3 separate regions of the Zea mays genome follow, and all the other regions are linked to region 3. Evidence: chromatin contacts called from public Hi-C data. All regions are on one chromosome and are shown on one strand. The core of a region is the stretch at or near the end of the contact, and the rest is flanking DNA. Distances in the headings are between cores, read along the strand shown. Region 1 has its middle 48 kb from the start of LOC100383907. Region 2 holds the start of LOC100191681 (60S ribosomal protein L8). Region 3 holds the start of LOC100277789.

The links. A called contact is a pair of places that touch in the nucleus more often than the background predicts.
Region 1: a contact with region 3 is called in a Hi-C map of tassel, with 2.6 times the contacts expected there. The contact joins the enhancer-like site here to the promoter of LOC100277789 in region 3. A contact is called at or near these places in 2 of 25 Hi-C or Micro-C datasets (ear and tassel).
Region 2: a contact with region 3 is called in a Hi-C map of ear, with 3 times the contacts expected there. The contact joins the promoter of LOC100191681 here to the promoter of LOC100277789 in region 3. A contact is called at or near these places in 2 of 25 Hi-C or Micro-C datasets (ear and tassel).

Annotation. Positions count from the first base shown.
Region 1 is chr7:35,577,170-35,579,971 of Zm-B73-REFERENCE-NAM-5.0, reverse strand. No RefSeq gene overlaps it. Among protein-coding and RNA genes, the nearest start is that of LOC100383907, 48 kb to the left of the region's middle. Within about 2 kb of position 1,336, at least 4 of the 20 cell types and tissues checked have an H3K27ac peak or open chromatin away from gene starts, as enhancers often do. A contact at or near this core is called in tassel, where this site is marked.
Region 2 is chr7:35,217,186-35,220,241 of Zm-B73-REFERENCE-NAM-5.0, reverse strand. It overlaps LOC100191681 (60S ribosomal protein L8), which reads right to left and starts at 1,627. Exons shown (of 2, transcript NM_001137110.2): 1 at 1,044-1,627; 2 at 1-300. The coding sequence starts at 1,483.
Region 3 is chr7:35,362,350-35,365,313 of Zm-B73-REFERENCE-NAM-5.0, reverse strand. LOC100277789 reads right to left here and starts at 1,655. Exons shown (of 1, transcript NM_001151269.2): 1 at 1,027-1,655. The coding sequence starts at 1,588. The coding sequence ends at 1,142.

The DNA of each region.
Region 1 (2,802 bases), core at 87-2,586, 210 kb before region 3:
CATTAGATAAGCTCTCATATCTTCGTCATACTCTTGTGTATTTCATTCGACTACATTCAACCTTCGTCTTTGAATAGTTATCCCGAAGTAATAACACTTCAAGGACGAAGGCTTCTACTTTTAACATTGTGTTGCCTTGTTTTTGATTCCATACAACAATTGAAAACAAGTGACCAACATTAAACTTTCATGAACCATGACTGATCGTTTCTCGGCAAGCTGGTGTATAGGTTATTTAACATGTCCTGATCTTGATGTATCTAATTTTCAGATACTTTTATACTGTTGTATATCATTGCTAACTGAGCTACCACTTAGATGGTTTTAGAGATATCAATTTGTACAGCCCAATAAAAAAACTGAGCTACTACTCCTAAACTCCTATCTGGTTTGTGTTCACAATTTCGTTTTGGGTGATCCAAATTTCATTTTGTTGATCAAAATTTGACTTTTGTATTTTTATATTTTGAATCAAAATCTATTTGAAACCAGACCGTTTCTCGGTCAGTGGCGAAAAAGAAAAAATGGCGAAACTCAGCTGATACTGCGGCTAGAACGTAAACGATGGCTTGTAGTCAATAGTCATTCATAAAACCACAATTTCATTCATATTGCTTTGCAGAATTTGTATCTCAGATTCAGATGTACTACTAAGCCGGCTTCATCGTTGTCGCCTTTGAGGCTGTGACCTATCAATAGGGATGCAATACCAAACGTTTTTTGGATAAGTTTTGGGTCATCAATTCAATATTTGTTAAAATAAACAAAATGACAATATCATATAATTAATTGGGGGGTGGGGGCGAATTATGGTAGTTGATAAAAACATTAGGGCTTCGCATGCCTTCATCTTGCTCTGTACACAAAATTGTGGTAAAGTACGTTTCGCAATGTCATTTACAATTACATGGGCCTCTTCATCGATATCAATTTATATGTGGGATAGAAAAGGTCCATTTTATCATCCTTAACTATCAGTCAGTTTTCTCTCTTAAATATAAAATTGAATATAACTTATTTTTATGTTTAATGTTCGACTATCCGTTCGGATTCATCTGGGGCCCTTGCGGAACAGCCATTGTGCGAGACCTTTTCTTGTCATCTAGATCCAGATGAGATCGAACGGTTGAAAAAAAAACATCGATGTGGATTGGGGCAGGAAGGCCCAAAACGCAGGTCCATTGTCAGAGTTTAGTTTCTTTGCGCCACTGGCGGTGGCGGTCCAAGCCTGAGGTCACAGCCCTCAGGCATCCCTTCCCTTTATTCCCCTTCCTATATAATCCCATCGCGATTGTCTTCTTTGTGCTTCCGCTTCCGACTTCCGTTCCGCAAAATCGAAAGCTCGGCGTTGCCCTGTCTCGAGCTCGAAGGGCTTTGTCCCTTGTCACGGTCCCCTTGGCCGTGGCGTCTCCACCCCGACGTGAGCACCTACACAGGTAACCAGGAAGAAGATTCAGGTATGTGGTTATGATTTCTGTTATTCTTCTCATCCGTTTCTTCGTTCACAAGTATGAGTACTTATAACTATTACAATCTGGGCTTAATCCTTCCAAGATTACACGGCCCAATACCGGCCTGATATTTCAAAAGATAATTGCTATACTAAGAAGTAGTAGAGGTTCTCACATCTCCCCCTGCTCCAGATGTTGATTGCCCCCAATCAAGCTCATTTGGAAACCTGGCCTTCAAAACATCAAAATCCTCCCAAGTAGAATCAGCAGAATCCAAATGAGACCAAGCCACTTTCACTTGAACCACTGGGTGGCTGCTTTGCACACCAGACGGCGGTCTAAAATCTGCACTGGTTTAACCTCCAGCCCACACAAATCCACCAACTTAGACAGATCAAAAAATACTGGAACAGAGTTAGGAGTAAAAGGTTTCAGTTGAGAAACATGAAATACTGGATGAATTAAGGCATGAGCCGGCAACTCCAACTCATAAGCAATTGTCCCAATACGCTTCAGCACAGTAAAAGGTCCGAAATATTTGAAAGCCAACTTTGGACATGGTCTATTTACCACTGAACTCTGCACATAAGGTTGCAGCTTAAGAAGAACTGATTCGCCCACCTGAAATTCTCTATCAGTTCGATGTTTATCTGCTTGTAATTTCATACGATTGCGAGCAGCTGCCAACTTGTCTTGCAAGAGCCTGGAATAACTCTGCCTTTCAGCCAACATCTCATCCACACTATGCTCACCAGTACCAGCAACCCCAAACTCCCCAAAAACAGCTGGATCATAGCCATATAGTGCCTTAAAAGGAGAACATCCAATGGCTGAATGAAAAGAAGAATTGTTCCACAATTCAGCCAAGGGTAACCAGTGCTTCCATTTCTTTGGAGTATCAGAAATGGCACACCTCAAATACATTTCAACATGTTGGTTAACTCTTTCAGATTGGCCATCTCACTGAGGGTGATAGGCTGTAGATAAAGCCAACTGAGTTCCCAATGTCTGAAATAAAGCTTTCCAGAATTGACTAGTGAAGACCTTATCCCTGTCAGACACTAATGTCTTAGGAACTCCATGAAGCTTAACCACATTATCCAGAAAACCCTGGGCAACAACAGCAGCAGAAAATGGATGTTTTAGTGGTAAGAAATGAGCATACTTCAAAAAACGATCCACCACCACTAAAATAGTGTCATAGCCCTCAGATTTAGGTAATCCTTCAATAAAATCCATGGTGAGATCTTGCCAAGCCCACTACGAATTGGTAATGGTTGGAGCAACCCAGGTGGATGAATCCTTTCTGACTTGGCATGTTGACACACCAAACATTGCTGCACAAAAGAAA
Region 2 (3,056 bases), core at 378-2,877, 150 kb after region 3:
CTAAGACGACCAGTTCTCCTTGCGGCAATAAGACCAACCTTCTGGCCAGGAGGAGCATCACGGCGGACAGTGGAGGCATGACCAATGTGCTGGTGGTTACCTCCTCCATGAGGATGCTCAACAGGGTTCATGGCCACACCACGCACCTTAGGCCAGCTGTTCCTCTTGACGCGGTACTTGTGGTAGGCATTGCCAGCCTTCAGCATTGGCTTCTCAGTCCTGCCACCACCAGCGACCTGCCCAATCATGGCACGGCAGCTACTTGGGACAATCTTCTTAGCACCAGAGGGGAGCTTGATCCTGAAAATCACAATACCATGTGTTCTTACTTCTTAGAGGCTGACCCACGAAACCCAGTAAACCCTAATTACACTGAGAAGAACAAAGCATATCAAGATAAGCTAGTGGACAAGAAAATTACCGGTAAGCGGTAACAACAAATATCATTTATAAGATGGATAAGGATGTACTGTCCTAAGAAGTTGGTTTCGGTCACATCTTGTGAAACATCTTAGATTTCGTTTTCAGTTTCTAAGGAAACATTTCAATAATTCAACTAGATGCCTCTTTTACTAGTCCATTATAGTTGATAGTGTCAGTGGGAGGGGTTCAAAAGTGAAATGGTATATGAACAAACATTCAAGCATTGAACTAAAATGACAACATAACCACAACCACTTGCTGGAAAAATCAACATAGAACCAAAAAAAATCACATCATCTTAATAAAACAGAACAGTTCTGCATTGAGTACAATTAGGGGTGGTAATGGATTGCGATCCAAATGCTTTTCACAAAATAGTAGGGCCCTAAATAAATTTTAGTTCAAAAATGAATAAAAATATGGCCCGATCCTATCCGATCTTTAAATCTTATTATCTTTAAATCTTATTGTGTAAAATTTAGAGCACATTGTCACCCCTAAGTACAATAGAACCAGTTTAAAACAGAGCGTAGTTCAATAGTTTTCAACATTGCCATAATGGGTTATGATTAATAAACGACACCGCTATGCGAACTTTAAGCAGACAGTGTGACCGTCACCTCGATGTGCCGTTGTCTGGGTTATGGCTGATAACGATCGCGTAGTCCCCAGACGCCCTGGCGAAGACACCGCGATCCCCGACGTGGTGCTCAACGTTGCAGACAACGGCACCCTCAGGGATCCCCCTGAGCGGCAGGACGTTGCCAATGGAGAGTGTAGCACGGCGTCCGCAGTAAACGAACTGGCCAGTGTACATGCCCTCAGCAGCCACGAACAGCTCCTTCTGGTGCTTGTACCGGAATGGATGGCGGAAGGTGACCTTGGCCAGCGGCGCGCCGCGGCCCGGGTCGTGGATGACGTCGGTGACCACGCCCTTCAGGTACCCGTTGCGCTCGCCGAAGTCGAGGGACCGGAACCGGGCAGGGCCCTTGCGGTGATGGGTATGGGACTTGAACACGGACCCCGCACCCTTGCGCTGAGCGCGAATCACGCGGCCCATCTTGCCGGCGGCGAAGTGTCTGGGGGAGGCGGCGCCGGAGGGGGAAGAATGGAAGAGCTAGGGTTTGGAGGCGGATATAGACGAGCGGGGTGGGCCGTCGGATACGAAGGTGGTTGGGCGGGCCTTCGGTGGGTAATGGACTAAGAGCATCTCCAAGAACGATGCTAAAAGACCCCGAAAAACTTTTTTCAGGGAGAAAGCTCGTTTTCTCTCCTCCAACAGCTCTTGCAAACTTCCCCCATATTTTCGCCGTCACGCATCCGAGCCGATCCATCCCGCAAATTTGCGCGAGGTGAAATCCCCCAATCCCTTCGCTGTCGCGCATAGCACCTGTTTCCGGCACCCATTTTCGCCCTCGCGCGCTTTTGTGTTGTTTGTAGCCATGGCGGGAGAGGCCTGATCGGTGTCGGCGGCGGCGGCGGCGGCGGCGGCGGCGGCGGCGGCAGCGGCCACAAGGACGGCTGCGGCAGTGGCACCGGTTTGAACTTTGAAGCACTTCGGCAGCGACGACGTCAAGGGCAACGGCTCCCGCGACAGCGGCTTCGGTGCTCCCTCGCATCTCGTCCAGTCGAGTCGGCTCCTTCATCCCTCCTCCCGTGCAGACGCACTCGGCAGCCAGCCACCAGCTCCCAGCCCCTGCAGCGCCCAGCCCTAGCCCCGCCCTCCGCCCGCTAGTAGCAGCGACAGTGCGCAACCTTGCAGGCACGCACAGCGCGGCCCCTGCCCTGCCCTCTGCTCGCCCCCTGCCCTGAGATAAGGATTGAATAGATAGTAGAGTTTACGTTTGATAATTTATGTGAGTTGTGATTTAGTTCTAGAACTACTAGTTTTGTATTTCTTGATTGCTCCAGGTATTGATGCCCTTGCAGTTGCTTGTAGGAGGTGGATGGGATATTCTACGGTCTGGTGGGGAGTAATGAATGGTTCATGGCACGCACAACCTGCTATCTCAGTTTCTGATAGTAGGGGCATTCTGCTGCTATGTCAACATGTTTTTTTATGTGTCTTCATGTGCTGGGAAGATGAATTGGTAGGAGACTGACTTGTTTTCATGAACTAGAAAGTTGGACAAGTAGTAGGCCAGCATGCCTTTATCCAAAGATCTTTTGTCTCTCATTTGTGTTAGAAACTAGCTACATGGTCGTTGCTTGATATGTTAATATTACTAGCATGTCACACAATGTTCATAATGGATATCTCGATCAATCATCTGTTTATCTTTTACAGTTTGTGTGCCTCGCTCAGTGACTGATGATGTTTCAAGCCATATTTGTCTGTTTATAGTTTCTAGCAAGGTCAAAAAACTTACCCCTGTTCTATGATTCAGACTTCAGAGGCTGGCGTAGCCATGGCACACTTAAATTTACCCTAGTATGCACATGTTGATGCAATAGTAGGAAAATAAACGCCTTGCATCTTGGGCCAGATTAGAGTTTTCAGCATTTGTTTAAGAAACTGTTGGAGTATACACTATAATTTACCTCTAAAATTTTTTAGCCTGCCCCCAATAGTTAATTTTTGGGAGGATATTTTTAGCTTCCTCTTGGAGTTGCTCTAACGGTGATACGTGATG
Region 3 (2,964 bases), core at 406-2,905:
TCGATGAATAGACAACCAAAATCTCACTATACAACCCTAACAATAGAATAATTGCACACATGCATCTCCATGGGATGGTTCAACACAAGAATACAATGGTATACAAATATCTGAACTGTTAGCTCCAAATTTATATTTGGTACTGATTTTTTTTTGTTTAGTTATTTTTTAAAGCACATGTAGTCCAAATACCAAGTCATTCAATAAATTATAGCAAAAGTACATTTAAATTTTATAATGATGTGTTATTGGTAAAAGAATCAAATTTATTTTTAAAGATATCATTTGAATTTAATGAATTTAGGAAGAAAAATCAAAGTCAATTAAAGTTTGAACCGGTGAGATATGAATTTTGGAAGGTTGGTTGCTAGTTAGATTAGAGAAAAGGAAGAACACAAAACTGATTCGATAAAATGGTTGGGCCACTGCTAGTATGAATAGAGAGGGAGAGAGAGGTCAGCCCGCAGGCCGTGCAAGGCCAAGAGAATACCAGGTAAGGAAATGGGCTAGACTGAGTTCCTCCCGAGGCCAGGATGTGTTTATTAAAAACATTTAACTTTTGTTTTATTTCTAGGGAATTTTATATTTGTAGAGTTCTTACAAACTCGATCTAAAAATTCTACAAATTGGACGTTTGAGTCGAGGACTTATTTGCTTAGTATTTGAGGGCATTTTACTGTACGTTCGAGGAATGTGGTACGGGTCGTCATGAGAAAAGGAAGAAAAAAAATGCCATAAGCTGTTTATATAAATAATGGGTCGATTATATATGCTATGTTTTTGTCCTTTTACATATAAATTATAGAACAATAGTTTGTTTGATAAATTTATTTGTATTTAACTGAATATTGATCAAAGTTTTAAATTCCTGAGAAAATACAAATATAGAATGAATCGTTTGTGTCTATTAGCAAGCACCTTCATGACCGACTAGATTGCTCAGTTGTATCGGTCAATTTCTTAGCTCGTACAGTACGATTTTATCATGCAAATCATTCGGGAGGTGCGTGGCTGGATAGAAGATAAGGGTTTGGCAAATCACCTGCGCGCGAGCATACATTTGGGCAGCAACACCAACGCGAGAAACCAAACCACACAGAACTACATACAAATCGAAAGGAGCTAGAAATCTACTGACGAATCAATCCACGAACGCGTACTGCTCGTAGCGCACGCTGCAGTCCACGAGCACGGCCCTGGCACCGACGCTGTACCCGCAGGAGGCGTCCATCTGGCTCACGGCGGAGCGGAGGCAGGCAGCGCAGTCCGCGGCGGACAGCGCCGCCCGGCACGCGGCGTGCCCGTACGCGAAGGCGGCCGGGTACGGGGAGATGTCGTAGAAGTCGTGGCCTGCCCGGACCGGCGTGGCGGACAACAGCTCCGACAGCACGAACGTTAGGCTCGTCGCGAAGGGGTCCCCGGCGCCGTAGGACGCGCCATTGCACAGCACCGAGAGCGCCTCCGTGTTGGGCGTCGCGGCCATGGCGCCGCGCGTGTGCGAGGAAGCGAGCAGCAGCCACAGCATCAGCATGATGGGAGTAACGAGGAAGGGTGGCGGTGCTGGTGCCTGACGGGTTGGAGATGCCATGGTGCTCGATGTATTTTTGTGCGTGTATAGTAAGTAGCACCTTTTGACTGTGATCTTCTTGTTCTTGGGGAAAAAAATAGGCAAGACGTACGTATAGGTCGAGGCCGGCTTGGCCTGCCGGCCGGCCGGCATATGGTATGTGGTCTTTGTCATGGCGTGCGTCGTGGGATCCTCCTGTTGGGGACTTGTTCTTAAATGCTTCGAATTAAGAACAAGGCAACATAAAAAGTGTTAAGTGTTAAAGTCCTTCGTCCTTCGAAGCATTATGTCCCTTCGGGAAATAATGAGTTTCGGACGAAGATCATAAGAAACATACCTTCGTAAACATAACAAGTAATGACGAAGGATTCATATAAAGCATGAAATATAATATAAGCATCATCATAGGATCATTTCTATTTTATTAACATGGAAAAATAGAAATGATTTCAAATTACAAATGTACCTTCGGTCCTGAGAGAAGATAAAAAGTACAAGCGTGACGCAAAAGCAAAATGCCAAGTCAGCGTGAACAGTACGGGAGTACTGTTCATCTATTTATAGACGCGGGACACAGCCCACGTAAAATTACATTTATGTCCATTACATTTGTCAATGACTTATGGAAACCTGACAAGGTCCACGTAGTCTTTTCATCTTTAAGTCGGTTCCCCTCTCTGCTATCGCGACGAAGCTTCCCTGCGCACAGCTTCGGCTGTGCACCATCCTTCGTGGAGCTTGGTAATCAGCCCGTCCTTCGTCTGGTTCAGGCTTCGTCCTGACCGCACTTCATGTTCGTAATTCTGAGTCCGAAGGTACCTGTTCACATAATCTACTTGGAAAACATTGTTAAATCATGTTTTTGAGGACCTTCGGAGGACGAAGGCCCCCAACAGTAGCCCCTCGCAATATTAATTTGTTTGAAATAATAAATTCAGATTGCGACATGAACGAAGGCTTTATGCCGAAGGTCCGAAAAAACACCTTCCCTTTGCTAGAATAGCAACATTCAATGACAAGTGGGGTCTTTCAACTTTCAACGCATCAAGCGTATAAATACGGCCATACCGCAAACTTATTTTGCACGCTTTCTGGCCAACCACTCTTGCTCACTCATTTTTTAGCTCTCGTGCACTGTGATCTGCTAAGCTTTTAGCTTTGAAGCTTCGGCTTTGAAAACAGTTTTTTAGTGTTTCCGAAGATGTCTGAAGCTGCTAAGAAGGCTGCTGCTGAAATGAAGCTGAGTCTTGATGAAGAGAAGAACTTAGGGTTTCTTATAGCAATGTCGAAGACCAACACAGAAAAGATCACCAGGGAAATTCTGGAAGGGCTGTCTGAAGATACTGGTGACAGTGAAAGTTATGATGTGGACAGCGGTGGCGAAGACTCCGAAGATC